Regions from separate parts of the Mus musculus genome. Here region 2 is linked to region 1. A link is a contact called in public ChIA-PET data. All regions are on one chromosome and are shown on one strand. Each heading gives the region's core, a stretch centred on a gene start, on an enhancer-like site or on the middle of the called end of the contact. The rest is flanking DNA. Distances are from core to core; before and after follow the strand shown.

Evidence for each region. ChIA-PET counts read pairs in DNA pulled down with a chosen protein or histone mark.
Region 2: a contact with region 1 is called in an RNA polymerase II ChIA-PET map of memory CD8 T cells, with 97 read pairs. The contact joins the promoter of Txnip here to the promoter of Cd160 in region 1. A contact is called at or near these places in 4 of 484 Hi-C or Micro-C datasets (the G1E-ER4 cell line, the N1E-115 cell line and the P5424 cell line) and 4 of 115 datasets of contacts at active chromatin or transcription factors (embryonic stem cells, memory CD8 T cells and pancreatic cancer cells).

Annotation. Positions count from the first base shown.
Region 1 is chr3:96,812,404-96,817,940 of GRCm38.p6, reverse strand. Cd160 (CD160 antigen) reads left to right here and starts at 3,420. Exons shown (of 5, transcript NM_018767.3): 1 at 3,420-3,471.
Region 2 is chr3:96,555,672-96,561,208 of GRCm38.p6, reverse strand. It overlaps Txnip (thioredoxin interacting protein), which reads right to left and starts at 3,252. Exons shown (of 8, transcript NM_001009935.2): 1 at 2,724-3,252; 2 at 2,245-2,320; 3 at 1,992-2,139; 4 at 1,774-1,876; 5 at 1,364-1,620; 6 at 1,115-1,271; 7 at 850-1,001; 8 at 1-730. The coding sequence starts at 2,973. The coding sequence ends at 680. It overlaps Gm15441 (predicted gene 15441), which reads left to right. Exons shown (of 4, transcript NR_040409.1): 2 at 1,367-1,531; 3 at 2,812-3,923; 4 at 5,149-5,441.

The DNA.
Region 1 (5,537 bases), core at 2,171-4,670:
CACAGTCTGATCATGGAGAAGTCAAGCTGGAGTCTAGCTAGAAGCTTCACCCCTTACTGGGCAGCACTCAAGGCACTGAGAAGAAACGTGCACACTACTGGAGGGAAAGGAAATTAGCAACAGCGCCCAGCTGTAAAATCTGCAACCTCCAACAGTGACCTACGGGCAGGGTGTACTGGGGCAATAGTGGCACAAATGTCATGGGAGTAGCCAACCCCCTTTTTTAAAAAATGGCCTTAGAACCATGCCATGAGACGTGGCCCGGATCCTGGGACCTCAGAGAGAACCTACTGCTACTGCTGTTCTGCTAAAGGAACTTAGCAATACCCTGACTCCTGCAGGCTACTGTTAGACTCAAGGATCCGCCATGACTCCTGCAGGCTACTGTTAGCCCCATGGATCTGTGCCTTACATCAGAGAAGCTACTTTTTGCTATAGGCGGGGCTTAACACAGAGATTCACAGCTGGGCAGAGTGCAGAGAGTGAGAGACTTTGGAGCAGTCAGTCCTAAATGTGATGTCTTCATCAAACCCCTCTGCTCAGGACTCAGGGAGCTATGCAGAAGAGGAGGCAGAAAGGTTGTGAGAGCCAGAGGAGACAGATGACACCAAGAAAACAGTGTATTCCAGACACAATAAGAATGTGGCAGTGCACACAAGACCTGCACAGATTCAAGCAAGAGAAGGTCCCAGCACTGAGAGGGGGAGAGTGGACACAAGTCCCACCCCTAACAAGAACTATCTGCAGTTGATACCCACCAGCAAAGGGAAAATCAGTTTTCTCTAATGGAGTCTTACTGGGTACGTCAACCATCTTCAGGGCTGGCCCCATGCCCAGGAGAAGCTAGCCAACGCAAATCAGAGCCAGTGGCATTTTGGTTGACTTCTTTGCTTGGTTTGTTTGTTTGTTTTTTATCTTATTAGACTTTTGCTTGTTTAATTTTCATTCTGTGGGGGGTTTGTTTCTCATTCAGTTTGTTTTCTCATTCTTTCTTATTTTGATTGTTTTTTGAGAGAGAACAAAAAATATGCAGGTAGCGAGGTGGGGGAGAATCTAGGAGTGAGGAGGAAACATGATGATCAAAATATATTGTTTGAAGAAAAAATTTAATTAAAAAAAAAGAAAAACGGATGAGTAGTTTTTGGGGTCGCGAGCAATGCACCACTGGAGGGATTGAAGCAAAGATATGACAGGATAAGGAGTCAGTGATGGTGCACGCCATTAATCTCAGTTCTCAGGAGGGTGAGGCGGGTGGGTCTCTGTGAGTTCAAGGCCAGCCAAGGCTGCACACTGAGATCCTGTTTTTAAAATTGGGGGGGGGGGGAAGAGGGGGAGGAGGGAAGGAAGGAAGGAAACTGCAAGTATCATAACAATAGTGTTACCAAACTTAGGGTCACAGCTGCACCCTCAAGAAGCCAGTTAAAACAGCCAAATTAATAGTTAAATTTAAAAAAATACAGTTTTATTCAATGTGGCCACATTGGGATGAAGGACAAAGAGATCAAGTAAGCCTTTCAAGTCCATCTTTGGGGTCCTGAAGTGAGAGCTAGGTATTTTTGTTTGTTTGGTTGGTTTGGTTTTGGTTTTTCGAGACAGGGTTTCTCTGTATAGCCCTGGCTGTCCTGGAACTCACTAGGTTTTAAGGAGGGCTCAGAGACTGAAGCTCCATGGTTAAAAAGCACTTGCTTTCTTATAGAATCCCCAGGTAACTCCTGAAGATATATAACTCCAGTTTCAGGGAATCTTTATGCTTTCTTCTGGCCTGCAGTGGGCACCAGACACAAGCACAAACACAAGAACAAAAACTATACATATACACAAAATAAATAAACCTTTAGAAATATAATCTAAATAGAAGGCCAAAGATATGCACAGCTGAGCAGTCCCCATCAGGGTGTGGTTCTGTCCATCTTTGTCTGGGCTTTGCTCTCATCCCATCAAGAGACCTCACGGGTTTTTAGAGAATCTTGCTGAGGGACAAATCCCCACCTCAGGCCGCAGACTTTTCCTTCTCCCGGCAGAAGACTCTTGGGGACATTTCTACTTCTTTGACTCCATTCTCTCAATGGTCTGATAGTCAACTGAAGAAACAGCGTCTCATTTCTGGCAGACCCAGTACAGTAGGAGCTGCTGCAAACAGAAGAGCAGCAACTGCTTTGTCCACCCAAAGCTTTGAAGCTGCGATGGCTGAGCAGGGCCGCGTGTATGTGTCACGGGGCACAGTGAGGCAGACTGTCCTTTTGGTTAAGAAGTTGATTCGGTGAGTTTTTAATGCCTTGGACATACAAACAGGCAAAGACCAGCATAGTCTGGGGTGTGAGGAGAGTTTAGTCCTCAGCATCACGGATAGACAGAGAGCCTGGCAGGCCTCTAATGGAAGCTCAGGCCGGGGAGGCAGAGTGAGTCTCTTTTTCTATGAGTCTCAGTGGAGGAAGATTCCATAGCATGAGCCTGTGGTCGGGCTAGAGAAGGAAATTCCAGGGAAGGGATGTGTAACTCCCAGGTTGTGGAAGACGTGTGGGGGAGGGCTACTCTAATTGAAGTGTACCCATTATACAGGTGAGTGGGTGCGTTAGCATGATGTCAGGGAGTGTGTTTGCTGACTCACAGATAGGGTCTTCTGTAAGGTGACTGTCTCCCTGTAGCAGCAGGGAGCCCAGAATCAACATTATAACAGATGGGTTGTGCTCTGAACATCGCATCCTCTGGGTAAAGGCTACAACCAGCTCTCAGAGACATGCTCTTGGTGGCTGTGAGACTTCAGGCGAGTGTGGGCTGATTAGCCATAGGAATGAATCTAACACCAGGCCAACTATGATGTCTTGTTGTTGTTGTTATTGTTGTTGTTGTGAGGCAGAGTCTCTAGCCTAGACTGGCCTTAAACTTCTGATCTTCCTCCAGTCCTAGGGCTACAGGTCTGGTCTATTTTTAGTGCCCCCCAAATAGCCATTCCTTGCCCACCATAGTTTCAGACTGACATCTTAAGACTAAAAGATAAAAGCCTTTTTGGGATGAATTAACTTAACAAAGCCCTACTTCAAATCAAAAGGTATTCACGGAAAAGATGCAGCACCTTTATCCCCGAGAGCATGTCTTCTGGTCATTCTGTTACCAGTGTCCTCCTTCTCACGCCTTCATTTCCAAAGGTAAAGAAATCTATTTTAAGGAGTCATTTTTTCTCAGTCTTCTTTGAACCTTAGTGCATTTCAAAAGAGAGAGAGAAGTCAGGGGGTGTGATGGAGCAACAGGAGAGAGTAAAAACTACAGGGGCGGGGGAAAGAAAGACAGGAAGACCCCCTCGCTGCTAAAAACCCATTCTGTGGTTTTTCAAAGATCAATGGTGAAAGGCCGAGCTGTGACGGAAGTGGGGAGATAGGGTTTTTAACAAGAGCAAAAGGCCCCGTGTGGGAACCCAGAACACACTCAGCGTGAGCCCCCAGCTTGAGAGCAAGGAAGAACATCTGTCCTGAGGTAAAGAGGCCTGCTGGGAACCTGGGCTCTGGGAGGAGAGATGGAATGCTTAGCAGAACTGTTCACACAGGGCAAGCTCTCAGTTAAGCCAGTGAGAAGCTTGCTTCTCAAAGGCAAAACTAAGGCAGAAGCTGGTGGCACACGCCTTTAATCCCAGCACTCAGGAAGCAGAGGCAAGTGGAGTTTGAGGCTAGCCTGCTCTACAGAGGGAGTTCCAGGACAGCCAGGGCTACACAGCAGAGAAACCCCTGGATGGTGGGGGCTGGGGGGGGGGAGATCTAGAAGGGGGGGCATAGAGACAGACAGAGAGAGACTACTCATGTCAGATGGTTGGTATGCTCATCCTTCTCATGGGCTTCAGGTCCTTGGCTGGTTCAGACACGCCTTAAATGGCAGAGGGCCACACCACATTCCTAAGAGGGAAGTCTCAAAGTCTCAGAGAGCACTTTAGAGTTAAGCCTGGGCAGCTTAGCTCACACATGCTGTGCTGAGTCCTACAGGCTGCTCTCTTTAGTTCTGTGTTCGTGAGAAGACAGTAGGTGAGAGTCATCCCTTTTCATAAATATCAAGGAGATAAAGATCACTGCAAGAAAGCAACCAAAGGTTGCCAAGCCTGCGCTAAAGCCCTCAGGCCCAGCCTGGGCTGTGAACTACCTTCATGGAGCGTCTCTGAAGGGTGTTCATGTCCCAGAGGTCACACACTGGAGACGACAGAGCAAGGGCAGCCTTTAGCCACGGCATGATTTGGGCAGAGGAAGCCAGCCAATTCATTCCTGGGTTTATAAGAAATGGACAATTCTCCCTAAGTTCAGTCCCGGCCACTTCCTTGGGGGAGGGGGGGGGGAACACACCTTCTGCCTGTGAATCAGAGGTGGTTGTTAACCAAGGGGATGTGTGACCCTCTGCAAGTTCAGCTCGCAAATGGGATTTGTGAATCTGGGGATAAAACGCATCTCCGCCTGTGTCAGTCTCGACTAGGGAGCGGCCAATTGCTTCCACGGTAGACTCTGCCACTGGTAGAAAGCATGGGTTATCGTCAAAGCTGCCGGCAGCTGTCATAGCTGTCGCCACTTCATTAAACTAGACAGGGGTTGTTCCTGCAGAGAACACCCACGTGGAGGCTCAAAACCTCTAGAACTCCAGTTCCAGGGGATCCGATGCCCTCTTCTGGTCTCCACAGGCACCAGGCACACAAGTGATCACAGACATGCATGCAGGCAAAACAGCCCTACCCGCAAAATAAAATATTGAAATTTAAAAGGAGAAATTCTGATAGATATAGGATGGACACTAGATCCTAAAGATAGATATTCTTCTCTTGTATATTCTGTAACTCTGTCTTTATAGAATTTGTTTCCTTGCTTATCCTATACCTTTTGCTTTAGTGATTTTAGGCTCTTTTTTTTTTTTTTTAATTTCATATGTTATGAATGTTTTGCCTATACACACACGCACCACACGTTAGCCTGGTGTTCATACTGACCATGGTTAAGCCAGCAAGAAGGCTTAGGACAGTGGTGGGTGCTCTCAAACTGGAGTCACAGACCCTGGTAAGACACCGCGGGCGCCGGCACTCAACCCTAGCTTCTAAAGAGACAGCGCCCTCTAGCGGATAGAACTCCGGGCACTGCCCGTCTGCTACACATAAGGTGCTTGCTCCTGGCATCAAGGTGATTTCTGCCAAGAGAGTCCTTATCCCAGTAGTCCCCCGGGCCTGAATTTCTCCCTTTCTAACCCTCTGTAACCTGCATCCTCAATTCTGTTCTTTAGTGTCTGAGAGAAGAGAGGTGGCTGTAAGAGGAACCAAAGGGTTCCTCCAAACGGTTAGGAGTCTGGCTTCTCCACCCACTCTCTGCAACTTTAAGCGAGTCACGCGACTTCTCCGAGAGGTCTGCACAGAACACGTGATTAATGATGCTCAGAGTTTTATAAGAACTAAATACAACCATGGGTGTGGATGTGAACTGCAGCCAGCTGTGCAGCCAGAATAATGATAACGACTAGCATTTTATTGAGCAGCTGTGCTACGCCAAGCGCACACTATCTAAGCTGCCATATTAACCCCC
Region 2 (5,537 bases), core at 2,003-4,502, 260 kb after region 1:
GTTACAGGGAAATAACAGATTCTCCCATCTGATTATGCTTACAAGAGAACACAGTGCAACTGGCTGTAAAATGGCTTTTATGGCCGTCAGTGGGCACAGCTACTACTGCTCCCAGGGTGAAGTCAACTTGGAGCAGCTGCCCCGAATTTCACAGGCTGCGTGCTCACCAGCCGTGGAAGGTCTTTTCTTTGTAAAGATATAAAAAAGGAACACTGACTTTAAAAAACACACAAAAACACTCCTCTTACAAAATTTTGGCCATGACTTGAAATTGGCTCTGTCCCCCATGGCACAGATGATGGTCTACTGATATTTTAGACAATTTAAAAGTCCCTTTAAAACAAAAACCTTGGAAAGACAACGCCAGAAGGTCAGCAGTGCCCTGACTCAGTCAACACAAACAAGTTCTTCATTTCCAACATCCGAGAAAGTGGTCAGGTCTCAATTTTTCTAAGAGTGTTCTGACATCCACCCAGCAAACACTCCTATGCCACAGTGCGGGCACTGGTCTGCACCACTTGAAGCCGGAGACCCGCCTACTGATTGCCACCCATCTTGAGGAGTCAGCGGCTGGGGTGTACCCGTTCCCCGCTGTAGAGACTGAGTCTCTGAAACACTGGAGTTCAAGCAGAGAGGCAGAAAGAAATGCGCTAATACAGATGCTTCATTTCCTGCAGGCTCACTGCACGTTGTTGTTGTTGTTGTTGTTGTTAAGGACGCACGGATCCACCTGGAAGGGGAATAGAGAGGAAATTTTCAGGTTTTTTAGTTAAGTAGAAAACCCACATTAACCCTTCCTTCAAAAGGCCTAGGACAAAATGTTGACCCTGTGAGAATAGCAGTTCTCACCTCAGTGTAAGTGGGTGGGGGCATGAACTGGAACTCAGGGGCGTACATAAAGATAGGGCTGTCTTGAGAGTCGTCCACATCGTCCAGCAGAGGGGTGGTGGGGCTCTCTAGTCTGTGATCTTCAGGAATGATGTCCATATAGCAAGGAGGAGCTGAAGAGAGAAAACGGTGTCAGAAGTCCGACTAAGAAATAAATGCCAGGTCACCCCAACTCCACAAGCCCAAGCAGATCAAAATAACTCGAACCTATCCGGCTGCAGCTTACCTTCTGGGGTATCTGGGATGTTTAGGTCTATCCAGCTCATCTCAGAGCTCGTCCGGCTGGCCATGCTGGATGTCCGGCTGCTCAGACCAGACCTGCTGCCAATCACTAGGGGCAGATCAAGGATGACTTTCTTGGAGCCAGGGACACTGACGTAGATCTAGAGAGGAGGATGGCAGTTTGTTAGATGGGTTGAGTACAGAAAGCACTGAATTTGTAACCAGGTAATTGTCTCTCTTCTCACCCACTCACCAGCAAGGAGTATTCGACTTTGAGGATGTTGCAGCCCAGGATGGATGGTCTGATCTTCTGCACTCTGAGGCTCTTGCCACGCCACGATGCGCAAGTCCCTGAGATAATGTGATTGCCTCTGACTGAGGACAGCTTCTGAGTGAACACTTTGGTCTGGCCATTGGCAAGGTAAGTGTGTCGGGCCACAATAGCCGCTTTGGGGACCACGATTCGGGAACACGTGTTCTCAAAGTCAGCATGGATGGAGATGTCATCACCTAGAGTTAAAATAAAATGAGGAAGTATGAATAGCCATGCAAGTTAACAGCACTTCCTCTGCCTCTACCCTACGACCCTCTCCGTACCACCCCCAACCCCCCCACCCCCAGTTCTGGCTATCCTGTCTAGCATTTGAAGCAGTATGTTTTTACCTTCACAGAATCCTTTTCTGTCAATTCGAGCAGAGACTGACACACGTCCATCAGGAATGAACATGCAGGAAACTTTCTTCTCCTTTTTGGCAGACACTGGTGCCTGTGTAAAAGGAAATAATGTTTTGAGATATTTCAACCCCCATGCATCTAATTTATTATCCCTGACCAAGAAGAATTTTAAAACCTTTTTAAAAACAAAAACAAAAAATCCTCACCATTAGGTCAGGGGTATTGACATCCACTAGATCCATCACTTCGAAGTTTTTCTTTGCCTCTTGAGTTGGCTGGCTGGGGCGATCGAGAAAAGCCTTCACCCAGTAGTCTACGCAACCATATTTTCCTTTAAAGGATGTTCCCAGGGGCCTGTGTCAAAACAATGAACCAAAATTAAGGCTAAGAACTGTAAGAGATCAATGGAGGGGGAAGACTTAGAAATAAGAGTGCAAGGTGCACACGGTGGATGCCTACCCTTGAGGAAGCTCGAAGCCGAACTTGTACTCATATTTGTTTCCAGGCCTCATGATCACCATCTCGTTCTCACCTGCTGGGAAACAAAGACAAGGGGCCATTAGGCTTCTTGTTACATTTTGAAAGCGTCAATGAGGAGTGCCTGGGCAGTAGACTACCTTACTTCACTTCCACTTTCATCTCTTACACTATGGAAGAAAAGATCCCAGAGCACTTTCTTGGACAGAAAGTTGCGAAATCCACAAATACATTAATCTTTAAGTAGTAGCTAAGACAACACTTTCAGGAAACAGTACCTCAGAAAGTGTTCAAATCACTCTAGGGGGGTGAAGGGTAGTGAAAAACTTGCTAATTACAAAGTAAAAAAATATAGGGACCAACAGTTCAAACCATTCAAACGAACAACTCGAAACATTTAGTGGTGCCCTCCCCGACCCACAGACCTCCCAAGTCACCATCAGTCCTGCTGGGAGCAGTACCTGTAGGCTGCTCTTCTAGGAGAAGTGTGTCTTCATAGCGCAAGTAGTCCAAAGTCTGTTTGCACTGCTGAGACCCTTGCATCCACAGGACCTTGGCCACGCCGCAAGCCAGGATCCTGACGGCTTTGACTCGGGTAACTTCACACACTTCCACTATTACCCGTCCGGCCACCTTCTCCCCGCTGCCGTACACCTTCTCGGGGTCGTTGAAGACCACCTCAAAAGACTTGATCTTCTTGAACATCACCATGATTGAGCCGAGTGGGTTCAAGAAAAACGAAAGCCGGAGAGGAAAAAAATCTTTAAGAACCCTTCAAAGCAAACGAAGAGCTCGCCTCCGTAAAGTCAGGGCTTGAAAACCCAAACGAAAATGTAAAGAAAGCTTCAAACAAACCCTAACAACTTTTCCAAAAGGTGCCTGGAAGTTTCAGCCTGCCGGCTGTGCCAAAAGCTTTCAGGAGAAAAATAACAGCTGTCTTCCGCAACTGGAGAAACTCTGGAAACCCCGAGACCAGAGGAGGAGAGTGTCAAGCGGCTGCCGGAAACGGCTTATATAGCCGCCTGGCTTGGCGCTCCACGCGAGTGCTGGCCTGGAGGCTCGTGCAGCCCTCGTGCACAGTTCTCCCATTGGCTACTTGGCCCTTGTTTACCAGGCCTCCAACCAATCAGCGAGGCCGCCGGGGCGCGTGGACACGGTGTGCTCCTAGCGGGGAAAATGGTTGTTGTTCGGGTGCGCAGCCTTGCCAGCAGGAGGGGCGGGGCCCGGGGCGACGGGTGCCCTCCCTCCCCCCGGGAGGCTGGGACCCCGGGACCCTGAACCTCATCCAGGGGACTCCTCTTGGGAGCTGGGTTATTTGGGTGTGTGCTTTGTTTTTTTTTTCCCCCTTCTTTTTTTAGGTGAAAGAAAAATGTGCTTAGGAGAGGATTTCATGACTCGCCTGAGCCAGCGCAATTCATTTCGAGGTGACCATTTATTCCTGGCTCACAAGTTCGCAAGTCTTGTGAAAAACAATCCCATCGCACCGAGGATACTCCAGGATGGAGCGGAGGGCGAGAGTGCAGTCGTGTTAGTGAGAAAGAGCCCACCCGATATGCTCCTATTGCACTTCTATTGAAGAATAAAAGGCTGCGGTCTCTCCAGACGAGAACTTGTCAGATATTTTAAAGTCTGGCTTTCAGTCCTTTCTGGTGAATGCTCTGGTGGGTTCCCCTCATTTCCCCCTCATTTCATGCCCCTATGTGCTGCTACTGTTCCTCGCCCATTACATTCTATTCTGTTCTCTGGAGCGGAAGCAGTAAGGGAGTGTCCACATCCTGTTGCTTATCCCCTCATCTCTTCAGTGTACCTGTGAAGTTGGGGAACATTTTGTATATGTTCCCTTGTTCCTCACTGCAGCTTTGTGAGGTGTTTACTTTCACACTGATGGCTCCCCCGTCCTTGTTTCTCCAGGAAACAAGAGGTGGACAAACCAAAAAAATAAAATAAAAGAAAGAAAGAAAAAGGAAGAAAAAGAACCTCACTCCTTACTTTGTTTTCGAGTTCCTGTCATTCTTTTCCCCCCTCTGTCCTCTCTCCAAATTCACTAAATGAAATGCATGTCCCTAAGCCTGTTTCAATTTCACCGGCGCTGGAGCTGTGTTAGTTTCACTTAGTTATCTGGCAAACCTTGCTGAGAGATGCCTCAGGAGCTGACTAGAGAAATAACTCTTAAGTGTGCAAAGAAACTCTTGTGTGAAGGATTACCTGCAACCCCCTCCCCCTTCGCCCCCTACTCTATTCCCCACCCACCCACCCACTCCCACCCCCACCCCCACCCCGCGCCGGAGCCTTGTCATTGAGTCCTAAACTCCTTCCATATTTGGGCAGAATTATTAGGAGACTATCTATCTCCTTCCTTGCGCAGGAAAATAAAGATGATATAGCCCTGAGATTAAGATGGAGAAGTAAAAAGCGATTGCATGCCTGTTCACCGCTGTTCATAAACAACACCCCCAGCCCCCACCCCCGCGCGCCCTAACTGGGTTGACACCCTAAGGCTAACAAGTTACAACTGAACCTTAAGCAAGCACAGAGATGAACATCACACGGTTCAAAAACATATACACAACACCAAGGCCTAGGAACACCTTGATCCTTAGGGTGTGTTTGTTCCAGAAAGTTAACTAACTAGGCGTCAGGTGTTTTCCAACGATAAACAGTATTTATGAATACTGTAAGGGAGGTAGGTCGCTCACTAACTTCAGTTTCTCAGTGCCTGTAGCAGGCATCTGAGAAAACCTTAGCTTGATGGTATGAAATATCAAAATATACCGAAAGTTCATATATCGATGTTGTTAAATAGTGTGGTATGTAGCAACATAAGATTTAAAAATTTTGTAAGTATATGGCTGTTATTTTCTTCTACCACCTGTGTGCTTGCTGCAGGTGTCCGCCGATGCCTTAGAAGTGGAGTTAAGAGTTGTGAGCTGCCGTTTTTTGGTTCTGGGACTCGAACTCGTTTCCTCTGATACTATCAACCACCAAGCCATCTCTTCAGCCCCAGCTACATAAGACTTCAGGAGAACCAGAGAGATGGTGCCAGGCCTGCCAACCTGAGTTCAATAGCAGAACCCACACAGTAGCAAAAGAACCAACTCTGACCTCCCCTCTCCCCCTCCCCTCTCCTTCCCCTCTCCAGTAGTCACTCCAGAGACACCCAAAATAAAAAATTTAAATGTAAAAAAGTTCTTGTTTTTAAACCTTGAGGTCAGATGAAGGAGGGGAGGCTGCTAAGGGGTGAGAGGGTGCTGCCTTGGGCTGTCTCCTTGGAGGCA